Regions from separate parts of the Mus musculus genome. Here region 1 is linked to region 2. Evidence: chromatin contacts called from public HiChIP or PLAC-seq data. All regions are on one chromosome and are shown on one strand. The core of a region is the stretch at or near the end of the contact, and the rest is flanking DNA. Distances in the headings are between cores, read along the strand shown.

What was found. HiChIP or PLAC-seq counts read pairs in DNA pulled down with a chosen protein or histone mark.
Region 1: an H3K27ac HiChIP or PLAC-seq map of stem cell-derived neural progenitor cells shows a contact between it and region 2, with 6 times the contacts expected there. The contact joins two enhancer-like sites. A contact is called at or near these places in 3 of 39 promoter capture datasets (hippocampal neurons and liver), 1 of 484 Hi-C or Micro-C datasets (neural progenitor cells) and 1 of 115 datasets of contacts at active chromatin or transcription factors (stem cell-derived neural progenitor cells).

Annotation. Positions count from the first base shown.
Region 1 is chr4:97,191,051-97,194,630 of GRCm38.p6, reverse strand. No RefSeq gene overlaps it. Among named protein-coding and RNA genes, the nearest start is that of Gm40207, 220 kb to the left of the region's middle. Within about 2 kb of position 1,825, at least 27 of the 459 cell types and tissues checked have an H3K27ac peak or open chromatin away from gene starts, as enhancers often do. A contact at or near this core is called in neural progenitor cells and stem cell-derived neural progenitor cells, where this site is marked.
Region 2 is chr4:96,695,765-96,699,636 of GRCm38.p6, reverse strand. No RefSeq gene overlaps it. Among named protein-coding and RNA genes, the nearest start is that of Cyp2j5, 34 kb to the right of the region's middle. Within about 2 kb of position 1,581, at least 47 of the 459 cell types and tissues checked have an H3K27ac peak or open chromatin away from gene starts, as enhancers often do. A contact at or near this core is called in neural progenitor cells and stem cell-derived neural progenitor cells, where this site is marked.

The DNA.
Region 1 (3,580 bases), core at 576-3,075, 490 kb before region 2:
TCTGCATAAACACAATAAATCACTAAAACAGTAACCTAAACAATAGCACTTCAATCTTACTCTGATTGGATTTACTGAGATTGATTGTCAGTCATCCAGGGGGTGCGTCCCATCTGAATGGATGGTGGTTGGTGTCTTCATACAGATTTGAAGGTCCAAAAAGTTTTATGAGAATTATAAAGCATATCCTTAGTGATTAATGAAATAGTCAAAAGACTCAGAGCTGATATAAATTAGGATCTAGGGAGCGAGTCATTGAAATTGCTAACCATGCCAGAGAATGATTTATTAATTTGAGCACAGCTCCATCTATCTATCTATCTATCTATCTATCTATCTATCTATCTATCTATCTATCTATCTATCTATCTATCTATCTAGTATATGTGCATGTATTATATGTAATGTATATATCCATTATATGTATGTATGTGTGTATGTATGTATGTTTTGTCAATTACATTTTGTTTTCCTTGTTTCCTGTGGCTCTCAAACAATTCAGATGTTCTAGAACAACATGTTTTAATGGCTTTGTCCTACAATATCTCTGCTACTTCTCATAGGGGCTTTCTCTTCTAAACGCTTTTCACTCAAAACATATTCATTCAAGTGACAGGTGTTGGTGAGAGATTTGGGGGGGGTGGAATGATAAAGCAATTTGAACTAGGACAAAGCACACTGGGGTTGGATTTGAACACATAAAACCTCTAAGCCTACTTTTTAAACAACCTTAGCCAAGTTACTTAGTATTTGTCTTTAAGTTTGAAAGTTACCATTTAAAACAAAGAAGAAATAAAAATGACCGTCATTTTGTAATGATAAGAATTAGGTGCAGCGTTTGAGTTAACGTATTTTACAATTTGGTTTCTGGTGTTGCCTTCACTAAAGGTAATTTTTGTTGGTCTTGTTGCCACATCTGGAGGTACTTGATTTAGCTGTAGCAGGTTACTTCCATATATCAGCTACTCTTCATGAGAAGATCTTCCCTCAGCTATTTCAGGCTTTTCTTCATCTCCCTTCAGGACACACACTGAAGGGCATAGTAAAATGTATTTTGTACTATTACAAGCAAAAAATCCTTTGCCAAGAATTTAGCTCTGATGTGCTTGGCACAGCAAAGCAACGGAGAGAGAGAAATGAAGGATTGCAGCAATTATAAATGGGCGAACATTCCACCGTACTCCAGAAGAATAGATTCCAGGCCAGGCTGCAATGAAAGATCTGGGGGAGGGGGAAGTTGCACAAGTGACTCCATTCAAACATGGGAACAAACCCTCCTAAGAATGACTACAGAAAGAAACACCTGCCACCCAATTCTTCACATGAGAGTTTGGCAGAAATACAGTGGGCAATTTGGAGTGACTTTTATTTTCCAAATTAAAGGGACTGAACAAGAGAACTATACAAATTAATTCCTGAAAATGAACTCTTAACTTCCAAATGCTATCTAAGCGGATAGATCAGAAGTCAGAGGTCAGAGGTCACTTTCTGCTTTTTGCATCTCAAAAACTATGTTTTCTTTTTGCTTCAGGATTTTGTTTGGCATCTTTAAATAGCTGCAGGGTTCTGAAACAGCCTGACGCTCCCAGGGCCTGCTCTCTTCCTTTCTTGGCTGTTGCCTCAGATATTCTTGAATTTATGGGACTGTTTCTCCCTTTCTCCCACTCTCTGTCCTTCCTACTTTCCCCCTCTATTTCCACATATTTTTATCTTTTCATTTGAATTGGCACACAGATTTCATGTGACAAAGAATATACAAACTTGACAAACTCTAGTCAGCTAGTATAAGTAGAGATGCTTATATAGCCCCACCTCTGTACAACTCAGAATGCTGACGTCATCTGCATCCACAGCACCTCCATTTTCTCCTTCAGTCCTCAGCTGGTACCGCCAGACACAGAATGGCCACCAGTTTTCTGTTTTTGTTTGTTTGTTTGTTTGTTTACATATCATCTTTTATGGAACTAGAATTTTGGTTAAATATATTATGTACTTATATATTATATATGATTTCTACATGGCTGGTTTTTTTAAGTGTAATCAGGTTTTTGCATGTATCTGGAATTTATGGTTTGCCCAGTGATTCTACATTGGGTTTATAACATACTTATCATTAAGCTGCTTGCTGGGAATGTGGAGTAGCTTTCAGGTTTGTGTTCTTATAAATAAAATTGTTATAAAATCCCTTAAATACATTTTTGTGTGCAATTATAAATTATATTATTATACAATTTTATTAAATTGATCATACACAATATATATATACATATATATATACATACATACATACATAGAGAGAGAAAAAAAAGATTATTAAATGCTGAAATTTTATATAATAACTTAATATCTACTGCAGGTACACTATCGATACCTAAAACTTCTGTACAGCTAAGTGTTTATAAATGAAGATGGTATTCCTTACTGTAGTCCAACATACACATTATTATTTTTTCATTGTTTGATTGTATGAATTACAATCCATTCTGACAATTGTAAATTTAATTATTTATTCAAGCCAGCCCACACAAAAGACACAGAATCCAGGTATTTAATTTCCAAGCTGTACGCCTAGATCGGGCAGGCATTGGCATGATTCTCACTCACATCCCAGCCGCCACATGATCCTTGTTAGTTGCTCTTCTCCTGCCCACGTGCTCATGCTCTATCTCCTCTCATCATGGCTTCCTCCTCTCTTGCTCTCCTTTCTTCCCTTCCCCCTCTCTCTACCAGTGAGCAAGATTTGCATGTGAGGTGTACATGAGGATTCATCTTGGGGCAACCAGATCTTGGGGTACAGTATTTAGCATCTAAATACAAGCAGCACCAGACCAAACTCCTACAGACAATACTAAAAGAAACCATTTCAGTTTAGTCATTAAATGTACCTTTTCCAATATTACTTTTTATAACCGTTAGAGTGTTTCTAGGAAACAAATTTTTAGAGAGTTTTAATATGGATTAGAGTTGAGTTTTGTTGGATGCCATGTCTTTGCCTATTAAGACTATATTAAAAATATTATTTCAAAATAGAAAATAGACTTTTTCCCCATATACCATATTCTGATTATGTTTTTCCCCTCTCCCAACTCTTCTCAGCCTGTGTGGCATAAAGTGATTTCTTTTCTGTAATTTACTGCATTATTAAATCTTAATATGATTCTATGATTATGGGAATAATGGTGGGTAGGCACATGTTTGACTATTTATTATGTGTCAAGACATCTTCTGAGTTTTTGTCCAGTATTATTTCATTAACTGACATTAGAGCTGACTCCCACCATTATGTAAAAATCAGGCAGAAATAATCTCCTACATATAGCTGTAGTTAGGAGCAAGGGTGATTAGTTTCTGAATCCCCCAGCCTTGGTTCTGTGCACACCTGTGCACAGCTTATGTGTCCACCTTGAATCCTCTGAAGAGGACTGTGACAAGTGAACATATTGGAAATAGTAGTTATACTGCCTTGTTTAGTGACTAGACAGGAAAGAAAAGTTTGTACATTATAGAATACATGGAATTGTATTTTCCATGAAGATAGAGACTGCCCCAATCATCAGCATAACCCTCTCCTGACTCAGGC
Region 2 (3,872 bases), core at 332-2,831:
AGGTTTTGGTCTTGCTTTGGCTCTACCTTTCATTACTGTGTCCCATTCCTTCCTATGGAGTGGGAATCTATACTCTGCTAATGTATGTTGGAAGTATGCAATTCTTAAAAAATAAATGGCAGAGGAAGTCACAGTTGAGAGACTGCCTTGGGTTTTTGATGAAACTTTGGATGTTTGAACAGTGCTGGGATTTTCCTGGGACTATAGGGACCTTTGACATTGGACTGAAGAAGTTTCAGGGATGGACCTTCTACACTTGATCTTAGCCAAAAGGCCGAGAAGCGATAGGGATGGACCTTCTGATTTGAATGTGAAATGTCCTCTATAGGCTCATGTTTCATATATTTGACCCTCAGCTGATGATGCTGTTAAAGAAAAAGGACGAAGAGCATTGCCACAGAAAGTGAGCCATTGGACTGGGACTTAAGACTGGCCCCATTTTCCTGCTCACTCTATCCTAAGCCTGAGTGCAATGAGACTATAGCTATCCTGTTCCTGCCACCAAACCTACTACCATGCCTCTCTGTCATGATTGGCTATATTCTTCTTGGACTGCAAGCAAAAGTGAGCCCTTCCTCCTTGAAGTTGCTTCTGTCAGGGTATTTTGTCAGAGCAATGAGAAAGCAATTAGCACGAGGTGTTGGGGAAGCAGAAGCAAGAAGTGGGCACACATGTTTGGGAGGGTATGCCAAAGAAACTGCGTAATGATCAAGAAGCGTCTTCACTGGCAGATGAGATTGGAAAACCTAGAGGTGGATGAGAGAAGGACTGCAGATTTCTAGGAGAAGCTGGGGAATAGAAAATGGTTCTGTGCATACAGATAACTAGCCTGTGTACAGGGAGGGGGTGCGTCCATGGCCACCACTTGGTGTTGCTACCGGTTATACAGCGTTTCGCAAGAAACTCGATCCTGATGGTAATGAATGAAAGTTTAATTTGGTGTCATTTCCCCCTTTAAATTAAAGTCAAGTGTTTTATTTATTTATTTATTTATTTATTTATTTATTTATTTATTTATTTATTGCTCTTGTTGTTTTTACAGATATCATAGTTCCTGACCTCAAGAAACTACCATTCTACCCAGAGAGAAGTCAAGCAAGCTACAACACAGCAGTAAATTCCACGAAGAAAGCAAGCAGTTTCAGCGATTCAGATATAACCAAGACACACAGAGGATTGAGTTGAGAATTGGGGTCTGCATGGGTGTTGCTCAGCAGACAAAGGAACCTCGTCTTGAGCTGTAGGAACAGCTGTGCCAAGCCCAGACGGGAGACAGACCAGACACAGCTTGTTTGGGAGGCTGCAGGTGTTAAGTACTGCAGAAGACAAGCGAGCAGGTGGGAATTGATAACATGGAAAGCCAGGGGCCTACCAGAGGTCAGCTGATGATGAGACTGTGCAGTGTTAAAGCAAGGATGTGTGGTAGGGTGCCCTGGCCCTGAGCAGGCATGGGCTGGCTTCCCACTGCAGTCAGCAAATCAATTACGCCCTCCACCGACTTTCGCCTTGTGTATTTAGAATGCATGGTGCTCCCCTGCCAAACATCTGCTCTCGCTATTAAGCATGCCATGGTAACCATTGCACTCTGTGCGTCAGCGCCACCAGGATTGGTAATAATCACAAGTGTCAAAACCGAGAAAGAATGGGGAAGGAAAGCTGTGCAAAAATCCAGCGGCAAGATGATTGGACTGGAGCACCAGTCTGCAGCTCGCCAGCTGCGCCTTCTGCTGCCCTGCTGGGGGCAGGGGAGCTGATATGGCCCTGGCCTCCTTTTGCCCCTTCTGTTGATCTCTCTGCCTGTATTATTCATTCATCCACTGCTTTCCCCGACATTGGAAAATATGCCCAGCCTTGCCAGCGCAACATATGTGCCCCTGCGCCATTGTGTATGATGAATAAACCCGCCAAAAGCTCACCAGACCTAGGGGCCTCTGGGTGAAGACCTAGCATTGACACAGACAGGCAGTGGCGTGTCCTGGCTTGGGGCCACAGGAAGACACAAACCAGGCTTGGGCTTTCAGCCTGCCTACCTCAGAGTCTGGAGACTTTGGCAAATCTCTTAGGCTCTCTGAGCACTGCTTTAGCCCCCTTTGCAAAGCAGGAGTAGGAACACTTATCAATTACAGATTCTTGGGTGCATAGAGCCAGCCACCTTTAATGGGAGTCCACCATAGGTCTTCAGGGTCAGTTATACATTTTTATTTTTTAGTTGTGCTCTCGAAAATAGAGATAAGTAAAATTGCTTGGCACTATGCTGAACACTTTATTTAAATTATTGGGTCGCCATAGCCATCCTCAGGAGACACTGTTGAGACTGCTTCATGCAAAGACTGAGTTTAGGAGACAGTTAAAGGTTAGTTTACTGGCTTGTCGAGCCCTAAGGTGGTGTCATTAGCAGGCCATGGGTGAGCTGGAAACAGTCTTAGCCCAGCTTGCTGCTTCAGCTACGCTGCTGGCTCTCTTTCCTTGTTCTTCTCTATTGAGAAGAGAATACTGTTTATAGGCTCCAGTTCAGCCGCAGGAAACATAAAATGAAGCTAGTTCCTCTTCCAAACAAAAGCCCTTCGGAAAGGCAGCGCCATCTCCCACTTCCCCAAATCTGTCTTCACTCTGACCAACCAGTGCCAGATCCCTGGGTAGGTGTCCCCTCCTCCAATTATTTCCCACCGATCCACTCCCTCCAGCTTGGTGAATGCCTCTTTTAAAATGGGCTCAAACCCGTGCTGTGGGATTCCTAAGTGGGAGTTATGGTTTCCCTTTCAGCGAGTCAGCACATTTAGACTCTCATAGATAGACAGGCTGTCAGGGTTCCTGCCACCATCTGGAGCATGCCCCTTTGGAAGGCTTCAGAGCATCCCTGAGCAAGTTTCTTGCGAGGCTCGGTAACGTGGGTTCCAGCGCCCTCAAGTGGACATAGAGGGAAATCTATGAAAAGGACTGAATCACTTAGAGAACTAGAGAGAACTCTCATTGATCTCATTAACAAAGCAAGATGACCAAAAACAGCAGGCTTCACAACAGAGCTTCTGCTTGGAACTCTTTCCAGCTTGGTGTGAGATGGGTGATCACACCATGCAGAGGTCCCGAAGCAAGCAGGAACTTACAGACCACCGCTGCTATTTCTTGTGCCAACCAATAAATATGCCACCCGACCCTGCCCCAGCCTGCTATGGAATCCTCACTGACAGCTTACTTCAGCTTCAGCATTCTTCCAGCTTCGCTAAGGATGTAAGACCCAGGTTCAAGATTCCAAGCAGTGAGATGCTTCCTATCACCTTGGCCTCAGAAAGTCCAGAAACTGAATCAGTGAACAACCAGATGCAAGCAAGAAAAGATTTATTCGAAGCAGTACCTGCAGCTCCATGGCAGAAAGTCACCTGGGGTTGGAGAAATTCACAAATGGATACATATGTTTGACCTAACATTCCTGCTTAGGCAAACATGGTCAGGAAGTAGTTTGTTTATTTGTTTGTTTATGTTTTGTTTGTTTTAGCTCACCGGGATTCTTTGGGCAAGATCCTATAAGAGTGTCCCTCTCCAGTGAGTGCTACATAAAACTGTTACCAGGAACATTTCAGCCATAGTCAAATCCTGTGAGGCTCATGGGACTGCTGAAATTTTAGAGCCGAGTTGGCAATCATTCAGTACTTGTTCAGTACCTAATGTCGCTAATACACATGGCTTTGACATCATGAATTTCTTCTTTGATAGTAACAGGCCAGTTTTCAACATTCCAAGACTGCATGCAAACCGTGGAGTCACTTCTGTTGCTATCACTTGTCTCAGTAATCCTCAAGCTGCAGCCTCCCTAGTCAGGCCATTTACACCCACCTGATGTCACTATTGATGGAGCCATGTGATCCATGTGACCT